3 separate regions of the Sus scrofa genome follow, and all the other regions are linked to region 1. Evidence: chromatin contacts called from public HiChIP or PLAC-seq data. All regions are on one chromosome and are shown on one strand. Each heading gives the region's core, a stretch centred on a gene start, on an enhancer-like site or on the middle of the called end of the contact. The rest is flanking DNA. Distances are from core to core; before and after follow the strand shown.

Region 1 (4,073 bases), core at 961-3,460:
TAAAGAAATTCAGAAGAAGGAAAGCACCACTCGTAGGACTGATAAATGCTTTTTATGAACACTGTGTGTCTGATAAACTTTGTTTTATTTAATCTGCACAACAGTCGATCTACACCTGAGGGCTTGCAGGACCTGAATGCTTTTTTTTTTTTTTTTTTTTTTTTGTCTTTTTAGGGCCGCACCTGCGGCATATGGAGGTTCCCAGGCTAGGGGTCTAATCGGAGCTGTAACTGCCAGCCTAACCACAGCCACAGCAATGCCAGATCCAAGCCACGTCTGTGACCTACACCACAGCTCATGGCAACACGGGATCCTTAACCCACTGAGCAAGGCCAGGGATTGAACCTGCATCCTCATGGATACTAGTCAGATTCGTTTCCACTGAGCCATGACAGGAGCTCCTGCAGGACCTGAACAATTATCCACCATCCTCCTGCCAGTGCACAACTGCAGGGAAAACACACAGTGCTCCTGAATGCTGTGGCCTTTTCTTCTGGCCCCAGTCCTGTGTTCCCACCTATGTGAAATCTTGCCGCTCCCTGATTGATACAGGTGTTTACTATCTCTGGGTCTTTGCTCTGCTGGCCTTGACATCGAGAACTCCCTGTTCTGCCCATCCAGCTGTTTTCAGCTTTCTTTTTTTCTTTCTTTCTTTCTTTTTTTTTTTGACTTTTTGCCTTTTCTAGGGCCGCTCCAGCGGCATATGGAGGTTCGAAGGCTAGGGGTCCAATTGGAGCTGTAGCCGCTGGCCTACGCCACAGCCACAGCAACGCAGGATCTGAGCCGTGTCTGGGACCTACACCACAGCTCATGGCAACGCCGGATCCTTAGCCCACTGAGCAAGGCCAGGGATCGAACCCGCAACCTCATGGTTTCTAGTTGGATTTGTTAACCACTGTGCCACGACGGGAACTCCTTTTCTTTTTTTTTAAGAGCTGTACTTGTGCCGCAAGTACAGCCCTTAAAAAAAGTTCTCAGGCTAGGGGGTCGAATTGGAGCCTACACTACAGCCACAGCAACACCAGATGTCAGCTGAGTCTGTGACCTACACTGTAGCTCATGGTAATGCTGGATCCTTAACCCACTGAGCAGGGCCAGGGATCAAGCCTGAGTCCTCATGCGTACTAGTTACTGCTGAGCCACAATGGGAACTCTCAGTTTTCGGCTCTGCTCTCAAGGCACAGCCAAAGTCACCTCTCTGTTCTGGGCTGAATTGTGTCTCCCCCAGATCCTCATATTGAAGCCCTGAACCCCAGTACCTCAGAATGTGACTGTGTTTGGAAATAAGGTCTTTACAGAGGTGATTCGGTGAAAATGAGGTCTTAGGGCAGGCCCTAACCTAATATGATTGGTGTCCTTATAAGAAAATTTTGATCTCTGTCAAGACATCAGATATGCATACCCACAAGGAAATGGCTTCTGTAAGGCAAGGGACAGGCCTTGGGAGAAACTAACTCTGCAGATACCTTGACCTTGGCTTTTTAGCCTCCAGAACAGCAAAGAAATAACATTTCTGTTGTTTAAGCCATGTAGTCTGTGCGCTCCCTAAAGCATTTCTTGACACCCAGCTACACTCTCAGGAAGAACTAATGCTTTTTCTTTGGTGCTCTCACCAGGTCACCTTTATTGAACTGTTTTCCTGTTGGCCATCCCTTCTGGGCCCCAAGTTCTGCATTTGCAGCATCTGGCACAGTGCTGGGCACATCCTGAGCTTGAGAAAAGGTAGGTGAACCAAGAAATGCATGAATGAATGAACAAGGGGTCCGATAATGGCTTCTGGGTAGATGGATTCTTTGTGGAAGTTGGGAAAAGGCTGAGGGATCCTGAGATGGAGAGGAATCTGAGAGAGGAGAAGGATGCAGGAGTGGTGGTTGACTAGCCCCTCACCCCATGCTGCCTCCTGCTGACTCACATGTCTTGGAACTCCCGGGCTTTGCAGCCTCCTATCCCGGGCCCCTGGCTCTCAGCCCTCCTTTCCGCCTGTCGGCCACTTAATCACATACAGAAGAAGTAAACTCCCCAAGGTCCCTGTTGTGTGGTCCTCTCCTCAAAGTCTGTTTCCCCACCTCGATTTCTGGAAGTCCCTTTGGAGGATCTGACAGACAGTCTCCCTTTCCCACCCCTCCAGCTGGACAGGCTCAGGAAACAGAAGGAGTTTTCTGGGAACAGACTGGAGAGGAGGAGCCAGTTAAAGTGACAAAAGGCACAAGTTTGAACTTCCTGTGTCCTGCGCCTGCTGCCGGAGCAGGGCTCTGAGCTGCCTCCAGAATGGCCCACTGGTCATGGGGGAAGTAAGAGAGATTTGCTCACAGCAGGGCATTTACTTATAAGCTGGCCCACCCTGGGATTTGGCCTCGATGGTGGACAATCTCCCTGCATAAGGAAACCCTCTGCAGGGAACTCTTCCAAGGGAGAAGGAGACCAGCCAGACAAGCCTGGCCCGGGATCAAAGCTCTGGGCCTCAGAGGGTGGGCTGAGTCGAGGATGGGCTGGATCTAACTTCTGGGTCAGCGCCATGAGCAGCGCAGACCCGGCATGACAGCGGGATTGGGGGGGGGGGGGCAGCACCCCTCCTCGTTGGCTCTTGGAACCTGGCCTTTTGGGCACCTGCCTAGGAGGTGTCAGAAACCAGCAGAGGCCATGTGTGTGTGGTGGCCGCAGGGCTGGTCATGCTCCAGGGGGTGGGAGGAGGCCTGGGAGGTGGGGCTGGTTTCTCAGAGACCCAGGACACTTGTTTCAAAATCGGACGGAAAAAAAAATGAACTTCTAAGACACAAAAGGTCACATGCTGCATGATTCCATTTATATGAAATATCCAGAATAGGAAAATCCTAAGAGACAGAAGGTAAATTAGTGGTTGCCAGAGTCTGGGGAGAAGGGGAGAGTGGGCAGCGATTGCTAATGTGTTTGGGGTATCTTGTTGGGGTGATTAAAATGTCCTGAATTAGATTGTGGTGAAGGTGGCACAATCTTGAGACTATACTAAAAACCACTGAATTGTATATTTTAAAGTGGTCTACTTTATGGCATGTGGATTATATCTCAATAAAGCTAGTTGTTTTTGTTTTGTTTTGTTTTGTTTTTGTTTTGTTTTGTTTTAAAGACTAGGGAGTTAGGGACAGAAAAAGAAAAGGAGAGAATCAAGAACATTAGCATAATGTGTAATCTTTAGCCAAATAAATAAGAAATGTGTTAAAACAGAAAAAAAGCGAGATGAGGTTATACTAAACTAAAATTAGAAAACAGGTTTCATCTGGTGTATTGACTCTGTTCGTGGCTTTTTGGAGTGCTGAGCTAGAGGTTTTAAGGCTGCATTTAGACTCAAAAAGATCAAACAGTGTGATCACTTAGTGATGTCTGCTCGAGGCACAGGCGACTAAGGAGGAGGTGCATGGGGCAAGTACCTGCCTTCCCTGCCTGCAACTGATCTCAGCAGTCCCTCCCAGCTTTCACACTCCCAAGCCCGAAATGTGGGCTACAGGGATTGGGGTTAGAAGAGAAGGGAGGTAAGACCAAGGCAGTTGAGCATCCAGCTAGACCCCACTACATCTACACCTGCTGGGGCTTGCCTTCATCTTCCCCACACCAGCTTCATTCTTTTAAGGACCACCTCCCCTGAGAATCTGCTGCCCATCCCCTGCCCAAGTAAGGGTTCTCAAAGACAGCTTTTAACCAGCCACCACAGCTCTGCAGTCTTGCCGCCTCTTCCTTCCCCCCTTCTTTCCTTCCTTTCTTCCTTCCTCCCTCCTCCCCTTCCTCCCTCCTTCCTTCCCTCCCTTTCTTTCCCACACACTCAGCATAAGAAAGGTCCAGAGATCAAACATGATCCATAACCCACTGCGCCGTGCCAGGGATTGAACCCATGCCACCACAGAGACAACCCTGTGTCCTTAACCTGATGTGCCACAGCAGGAACTGCCATACCACCTCTTTTTTAATCCACCCACCTTTCCACTTTCACTGCAAGAGAGCGAACGCTCCTTGCAGAATGGGCAGTTAGTTGAGCAAAGGGTTTAGACAATCCTTTTCTGGCAGCCCAGACCCTCTCATTAAAATATGTGCATTGTCAGCAC
Region 2 (3,623 bases), core at 433-2,932, 370 kb before region 1:
ATGTTAGTGTGAAATGGAAGGTAATGTGCATGATTTATTAAGTATTTTAGCTGCTCTAGTAGTGCAGAGAGAGGCAGCACTGACCTGACTGTACCACAATCTTGGGATGAACTCCAATGCTACACCAAAGAGAGAATGGAGAGCTCTATAGGACTTAAAAAGTATAAGCACAAAACAAACAAACAAACAAAAGAAAATATTTACATAAAGAAAAAAAGCATATGGCTATAAAAAAAAAATCTATTACATTAGCTTCCGAAAAGCTTAATTTGCTGCTTTAAGTAGCTGTATACTTCAAAGGAGTATAGTTTAATCAATATTACATAATTTCCTTTTCAAAAAAATAAAATAAAAAAATAAAAACGGTAAGCACAGGAAAGTGTCTTTAGGACAGCACTAAGGGGTAACATTTAATCTAAGGTAAAAAGTAAAAGTGGGTTTTTAATCAAGACACAGGATCATATCCTTACTATCTCTTCCTATGAAGGGGTCTACAGGAAAATTATTAAACCACTTTATGCCTCAGTTCTTCATCTGCAAAATGGAAAAATTACAAGTATATTACTCATGGGGTTTTCTTGAGTCTTCATGTAAAATCTTAAGGATTATGTGAGCAATATGTTTAGAGTTGTGACAATCTCCCAATTAATGTTAGCTCTGAATTAATGTTAATTATTATTACTATTAACAGCACTGCTGCCACTGCCTACTTATTTGAGGACTGATTACCATTTCTACTTCTCAGCTGGATCACTATGTCCAAAAACTATGGTGGGTGCTGGGAACACTAAGTAAATATTTGTTAGACACTCATGAGAGATGATTATGTGAAAAAAGTGATCCAACCAAATAGAGTACAATCATAATTTTGTTTGTATAAGAAGTATATAAAAATTGACTGTGTAAGAAAAAACCACTAGAATGTGATATTGATTGTAGAGGAAGAAAAAACATCAAAATGTGGCTACTAATGGACAGTGAAATTAAAGAGAATTATTCTGTTCTTCATGTATATTTTCTTATTTTCGTTTGTTCTTTCTTTCTTTCGTTCGCTTTTTAGGGCCACATCTTTGGCATATGGATATTCCCAGGCTAGGGGTCAAATCAGAGCTGTAGCTGCTGGCTACACAAGAGCCACAGCAATGCCAGATTGAAGCTGAGTCTGTGACCTACATAATGGCTGTCAACAATCTGGGATCCTTAACCCATCAAGTGAGGCAAGGGATCAAACCTGATCCTCATGGACACCAGCTGAGTTCATTACTGCTGAGCCACAATGAGAACTCCTCTTCTCCGTATTTCCTGAGCTTTCTATAAGCATGTATTACTTTTTTTTTTTAGGGCCACACTGGAGGCATATGGAAGTTCATAGGCTAGAGGTCAAATCAGAACCGTAGTTGCCAGCCTATGCCACAACATAGGATCCGAGCCGAGTCTGCAACCTACAACACAGCTCACAGCAACACCAGACCCTTAAACCCACTGAGTAAGGCCAGAGATCAAACCTGAGTCCTCATGAATGCTAGTCAGATTTGTTTCTGCTGAGCCATGACAGGAACTCCTACTTTTTTAATCAGAAAAAAAAATTTTTTTTCAGAGACAATACAATCAGAGAGATAGGTACAGAAGAACGGTAAGGACTGAAAGAAAATCATGGCCATGCTCCAGATTCAACACAAGCAGTAAGTAAGACTGGGAAGTTCAAGAGGCTAAACATAGAAGCAAACATATTCCTAACATCTGACATGCCTGCTAGGGAAAAGAAATCATGAAATCAATAGCTATGGGTGAAGTGAAGAATGTTCAATGTTCTCTTTTAATGTTTAATGTGTTTGTTTATATAGTTCTAAAATTTTAATTTTTTAATTTTTAAAAAAGCCAACAGAGGGGAGGAGAGGGGTAAAGAGTCAAGCCCAATACCATCAGCATATTATAAACCTACGGTAAGTAAAAATGTACAAGGAGTTCCCATTGTGGCTCAGTAGGTTAAGAACCCAACCAGTATCCATGAGGATATAAGTTTGATCCCTGGACTCATTCAGTGGGTTAAAGGATCCCACATTGCCCCAAGCTGCTGCGTAGGTCACAGATGTGCTCAGATCTGGCATTGCCATGGTTGTGGTGTAGGCCAGCAGCTATGGCTCTAATTTGATCCCTAGCCTGGAAACCTTCATGTGCTGCCAGTGCAGCCCTAAAGAGACCCAAAAAAACCCCAAAAAACAAAAAAAAACAAAACCCCAAGAGAATCAAGAGAATCAGCCAGATATATGTATGAAGCATAAGAAAGAACTGACAAGACTCTAATAAAAGAGATTCTAATTTTAGATGGAATTCAGGAGATAAACTAAAAAACTTAGTAAAAAATGGAACTGAACATTAAACTAAACAATAGAAAAGGGAGGTCTAAGTTAAAAAATCAGAACATCTATATACAAAAAAACCACTGGGAAAAGTATCTGCATAATCTATGAGTTAATACCTTTAATACATAAAGACCTTAAAGATTTATGAATAAAGAACACAGTAAGCCCAATATATATATATATAGGTAATAGACCACAACAAATAATTTGAAAACAAAACAAAACAAAAAAACCCCGTAATAAATAAATATAAGGAGAAAAATGTTATGGGGAATGAAAGTAATGCAGGTTGAAGCAAACAATGACACACTATACTTCTCATATTAGCAAAAATTTTAAAATACACAGTATTATCCAATGCTTGGGAGAATTAAGTGAAACGTGTTCGTTTCCACTGTGGCGCACTGGAAGTGAATCTGACTAGTATCCATAGGGAGGCTGAATCCCTGGCCTTGCTCAGTGGTTTAAGGATTTGGTGTTGCCATGAGCTGTGGTATAGGCCACAGACAGGGCTTGGATCCTGCATTGCCGTGGCTGTGGTGTAGGCTGGCAGCTGCAGTTCCAATCTGACCCCTAGCCTGGGAAGTACAATGTCTGGAAGTACAATTCCATATGCCTCTGGTGTGGTCCTAAAAAAACAAAAAAAAGAGAAATACACTTCTTAGACTATATATTAAGGAAATGAAATATTGAAAGATGAGTGACAAAGATATTCTTAACATCATTTATATAAAAGAACTTAGGTTCTATTATCATTCCATATTTATGTAGTCTTCACTATTAGAACAGATCTAGATTATGACTCTAATGCTATGATCCCAGATTTTCTGTGTTCAAAGCCCTTTCAAATATTAGAACCTTGATGGTACACTCAAAAAGATTTTTAAAAGACCTAAAAAAAAAAAAAACCAAAAAAAAACCCAATACTGGTTTCCTGGTAAACAGAACTATCTGTTCAGACTACTTCTATCAGGTACAGCTGCGGCTGTATCCATGCCGCAGCTAATACCAGAGCCACAGCAGTGACAATGCCAGATCCTTAACACACTGTGCCACAAGGGAACTCCTACAAAGCACATATGACACCAAGTTCTTGAAAGGTGTTATTGAACAAATTGTTCTTTCTTTGGCTCTGGTCAGTGATATATGGCACTGCATGATCTATACCGTTCAATGTCTTGTAAGGCATTTCCTTATAGACAGTAATGAATGATAACAAGGAGAAATGTGTGTGTGTGTGTGTGTAAATCCCTTTTACAT
Region 3 (3,889 bases), core at 714-3,213, 390 kb before region 1:
AAATGTAATTACTGGTATGCAATGTAGTTAAATAGAAGGTCAACTGAGATTTCAAAGTAGTAGGAGGACATTAGGGTGGCTTCAATTAAATCTTCATTGCCTATAGTTTCTGGGTACACACTATCATTGGATTTGTGCCAGAGGGCCTACTGGATTGTATAATTCCATTTAAGAAGCTGGAGTTCCTCTGTGGCTCATAGGGTTAAGCATCTATCTGGTGTTGTTATTGCTGTGGCTTGGGTTACTGCTGTGGCTTGGGTTTGATCCTTGGTCCAAGAACTTCCACATGCCATGGGTGCAGCACAAAAAACCAGTCTATATGAAGCTTAATATAAACTTATTAAGCCTATTAAATATAGAGCGAAATAAATGCATCTCCTTAGCAGTTTAATTCTATAACAAATTTGAATTTTGAACACAAGACACTCCAAATTCTGAAATATAAAATTCATGAAATGGCTTATTAAATTCACCAATTGATTATTTTTGAGCAAGGAGTGTAATATGAAATGGTGGCTCCCATACAAAACATACCAGTTCTACTTCTGTGTATATTCTTGTACTGGACAAAATGTGTCAGAGCACATTTGTGGAAAAGGAAAAGATACAACATTCAGATCTTGGAATGATGTCAGCATGATGCTGGCTGAGCTGGCCAAAGGCAATTCCCCATGTAAAACTATTAATTAAAACTCTCAGGTGGTAACTGAAACCACAGAAGTGATCTGAAAAGAGAAGGAAGAAAAATGCCAAAGTGATAACTGGGAGAGAGTGGAATTCCTGGGGCAGTTGGCACAATACAAAGGGCAAATACGTATTAGGAACATCTGTCCTGGACTCCTTGTTTATCTACTATCATAAACCCTAGTTAACTTACATATTAAGTTCTCATGGCTAAAGTCCCTAGCCAAAATCTTGTAAAACTAATAACCAGAATCTAAAGAGTTTAAGACAAAACAAAAACATTTAAGTTTCATAAGAAAAATTCTACTCATTCTAATAAGGAACTGGGTCCTTAGTAGTTGTGGTGTTATTTGACAAGATTCCAGAAATCTAACAGTGCTTATTTTACAGAGAAGAACACCACAATCCATTTCAATGAACATGTGGGTTTGGAAAAGGATCAATATGAGGATAATAGGAAAAAGTGGTGAAGAAAGAAACATTTTCATTTCCCTTTGCTACACTGCCCAGAATTCTATAATGTCTGTTACCAACTGCCTTAAAATGAAAGATATCAATAGTGAACACATCTCTTGCACTCTCATAAATCTCGTGTACTAGAACTATCACCTAGTATCTGGCAAGAAATCTTGTGTACTGAAGAAACTCAGAATTTATTATGGTTAAGAGGTAGCTGGTAGGGCATTCCCGTCATGGCTCCGTGGAAACGAATCTGACCGGCATCCATGAGGATGCAGGTTTGATCCTGGCTTTGCTCAGTGGGGTAAGGATCCGACATGGCTGTGAGCTGTGGTGTAGGCCAGCAGCTGCAGCTCCCATTCGACCTCTATCCTGGGAACCTCCATATGCTATGGGTGTGGCCCTAAAAAGACAAAAGACAAAAGACAAAAAAAAAAAAAAAAAAAAAAGGTAGTTGGTGAACTGAGATAAAGCTCCTAAGACCTGAAGGGATCAAGAAGCTTCAGTTTATTGTTAAAAGGGCTTTCTAATACTGGCAATCTAAAGTTGTTGAATCTTTCTTCACTGTGACTGCCACCCACCACTGTTATATCTGTTTGTATGGTAAACTTGATACCTGAGTATATAATTTATGCCTTGTGAGAATTCTGTTGCGTATCTCACATGTTTCCATGAGGAAGATTTGATATATGTGATCAGTGTATTGCTTCAAGGAGCAACCTGACCTGCCCCAACTAGAGCTCCCCCCTATGACTGTCCATCTCCGTCCCTGGCCCATTTGGTTCTCTTACCTCACTACCCTGGACTCCCTAGTGGGAGGCCTTACATTATTAGAGAGTTTTCTTCAAGCAAACTCAAGTTAAACATATCTACTTTCAATGACTAAACAAGTATCCTGCCAGAAAGAAGCTGGAATGTGGCCAAATACACTCTGCCGGAGGCTAGCCAAAAGTCTAATCAAAGAAAACAGTATTTTTTTCTTCTTTCTCTTTCTCAAAAGTAATCAGATGACTCTTTTTTTATCCAGCACCTGAACCCTGGAACTAAGTCTATCTTTAGTATATTAATTCAGCAATATTATGTGTTAAAATACTTGATCGGTTAGACTAGAAAACAACCACTGATTTTAATACTTTCCAGTACTAAACAACTCACAAAAGGAACTTGAAAGTCTGATCTATTTCTTAAACTAGGCGCGAAGCTAAACTTGTGCTATCACAAATTGGTCTACTGAATAAATCAGAAAGAAGATAGGATTAACTAGATACATAAGATTCTTATAATTAATATTACCTTGGCCAGGTGCCCATGGCATGTGGAAGTTCCTGGGCCAGGGATCAAACCCATGCCACAGCACTTATAATTAATTTTTTTTCAGTATTTCCCTTATTATTTCTAGTAGCTATATGCTAGTAACAGAATAGCAGACTTAGATGTTAGTAAAACCATTCCGTAATTTTTTAAATCTTAGATAATTTAGTTCTAAAATGTCTATCTCTATTATATCTGTAGATATATATACCTATTGTGGACATGAATGACTTCAGAAGAAAAAACATTAAAACAACTTAAAAAGGTCAACTTTGTGAAAACAGGGTCAGACTAGAACTTGCTAGTTAAAACTAGTAAAAGGTTACATGAGAGTTTTACATGTATGTGTGTGTGTATAGTTTGAGTCAACACAAGAGGGACAGGAATACTTGAATAAGCTAACTGCTAATAGAAGGCTAAAATTCCACTTTGTAAGAGTTCCCATCATGGCACAGCAGAAACAAATCCCACTAGGAACCATGAGGTTGCAAGTTTGATCCCTGGCCTCGCTCAGTGGGTTGAGGATCTGGTGTTGCCCTGAGCTGTGGTCTAGGTCACAGAGGCAGCTTGGATCCGGCAGCTGTAGCTCTGATTAGACCCCTAGCCTGGAAACCTCCATATGCCACAGGTGCGGCCCTAAAAAGCAAATAAATAAATAAAAATAAGTAAATAAATAAAATTCCACGTTGCAGAAAAAGTTTATTTAACATTGATTTTAACTAATACTGTATGTGTAAGACGGTTTAACACTTTACAGTACTTTACAGTACACTTGACTGCTGCCATAAAGAGGCCCTATTAAAAGTTTGTTTTACATTTGGGAACTAACATGCCAGTATGCTGCATTTTGAAAGGCAGTAATGTCTAACAGGCAACAAAATGTTTTCAACTTTTATGGAGGATATAGCAGAAAAAAAAATCCATGATGAAAAACAGAGGAAATCCTGGGAACTACCTTATTGTAGGAGAAATGGGCGAAGTAAATTAAATATATCTTTTCAAGAGCAAAGTCAGCTATTTTTATTATTACCAACACTTCCCAAACACATTATTACTGCATTGTTTTATACTTCTTTCATTTTCCAATCACCTTTCTGTCCCTAAACATAAGTAATCACTCTACAAATAAATTAGAAGAAGCATTACAATGCTTTGATAGAACAGACTTCGTGTCATCCGTTAGGAACTATCAATGTCAATTTAATTAGTTTTACTACTAACGAACTGTCTTTAGGGAAAAAATTGTAAAAAGCATCATTCTTCATATAAAATATTTTATAAAAATATTTTAGGCTATCAAGTTTTTTTGTTTTTTAAACAAATGATATGGAATACAAATAACCCAATTACAAAACATACACCTTGGAAGAAAAATAAACAGTACTCGGTTATCTGAAGGAATAAAATCCTATCTTTCCAACATGAATGCCATACA

Evidence for each region. HiChIP or PLAC-seq counts read pairs in DNA pulled down with a chosen protein or histone mark.
Region 2: an H3K27ac HiChIP or PLAC-seq map of skeletal muscle shows a contact between it and region 1. The contact joins two enhancer-like sites. A contact is called at or near these places in 2 of 2 datasets of contacts at active chromatin or transcription factors (alveolar macrophages and skeletal muscle).
Region 3: an H3K27ac HiChIP or PLAC-seq map of skeletal muscle shows a contact between it and region 1. The contact joins two enhancer-like sites. A contact is called at or near these places in 2 of 2 datasets of contacts at active chromatin or transcription factors (alveolar macrophages and skeletal muscle).

What each region holds. Positions count from the first base shown.
Region 1 is chr15:15,466,113-15,470,185 of Sscrofa11.1, reverse strand. THSD7B (thrombospondin type-1 domain-containing protein 7B) reads left to right here. Exons shown (of 37, transcript XM_021075621.1): 7 at 1,617-1,722. Among named protein-coding and RNA genes, the nearest start is that of THSD7B, 140 kb to the left of the region's middle. Within about 2 kb of position 2,210, at least 28 of the 83 cell types and tissues checked have an H3K27ac peak or open chromatin away from gene starts, as enhancers often do. A contact at or near this core is called in skeletal muscle, where this site is marked.
Region 2 is chr15:15,833,595-15,837,217 of Sscrofa11.1, reverse strand. All of the region lies in intron 3 of DARS (aspartate--tRNA ligase, cytoplasmic), which reads right to left. Among named protein-coding and RNA genes, the nearest start is that of DARS, 25 kb to the right of the region's middle. Within about 2 kb of position 1,682, at least 2 of the 83 cell types and tissues checked have an H3K27ac peak or open chromatin away from gene starts, as enhancers often do. A contact at or near this core is called in skeletal muscle, where this site is marked.
Region 3 is chr15:15,855,210-15,859,098 of Sscrofa11.1, reverse strand. All of the region lies in intron 4 of DARS (aspartate--tRNA ligase, cytoplasmic), which reads right to left. Among named protein-coding and RNA genes, the nearest start is that of DARS, 47 kb to the right of the region's middle. Within about 2 kb of position 1,963, at least 9 of the 83 cell types and tissues checked have an H3K27ac peak or open chromatin away from gene starts, as enhancers often do. A contact at or near this core is called in skeletal muscle, where this site is marked.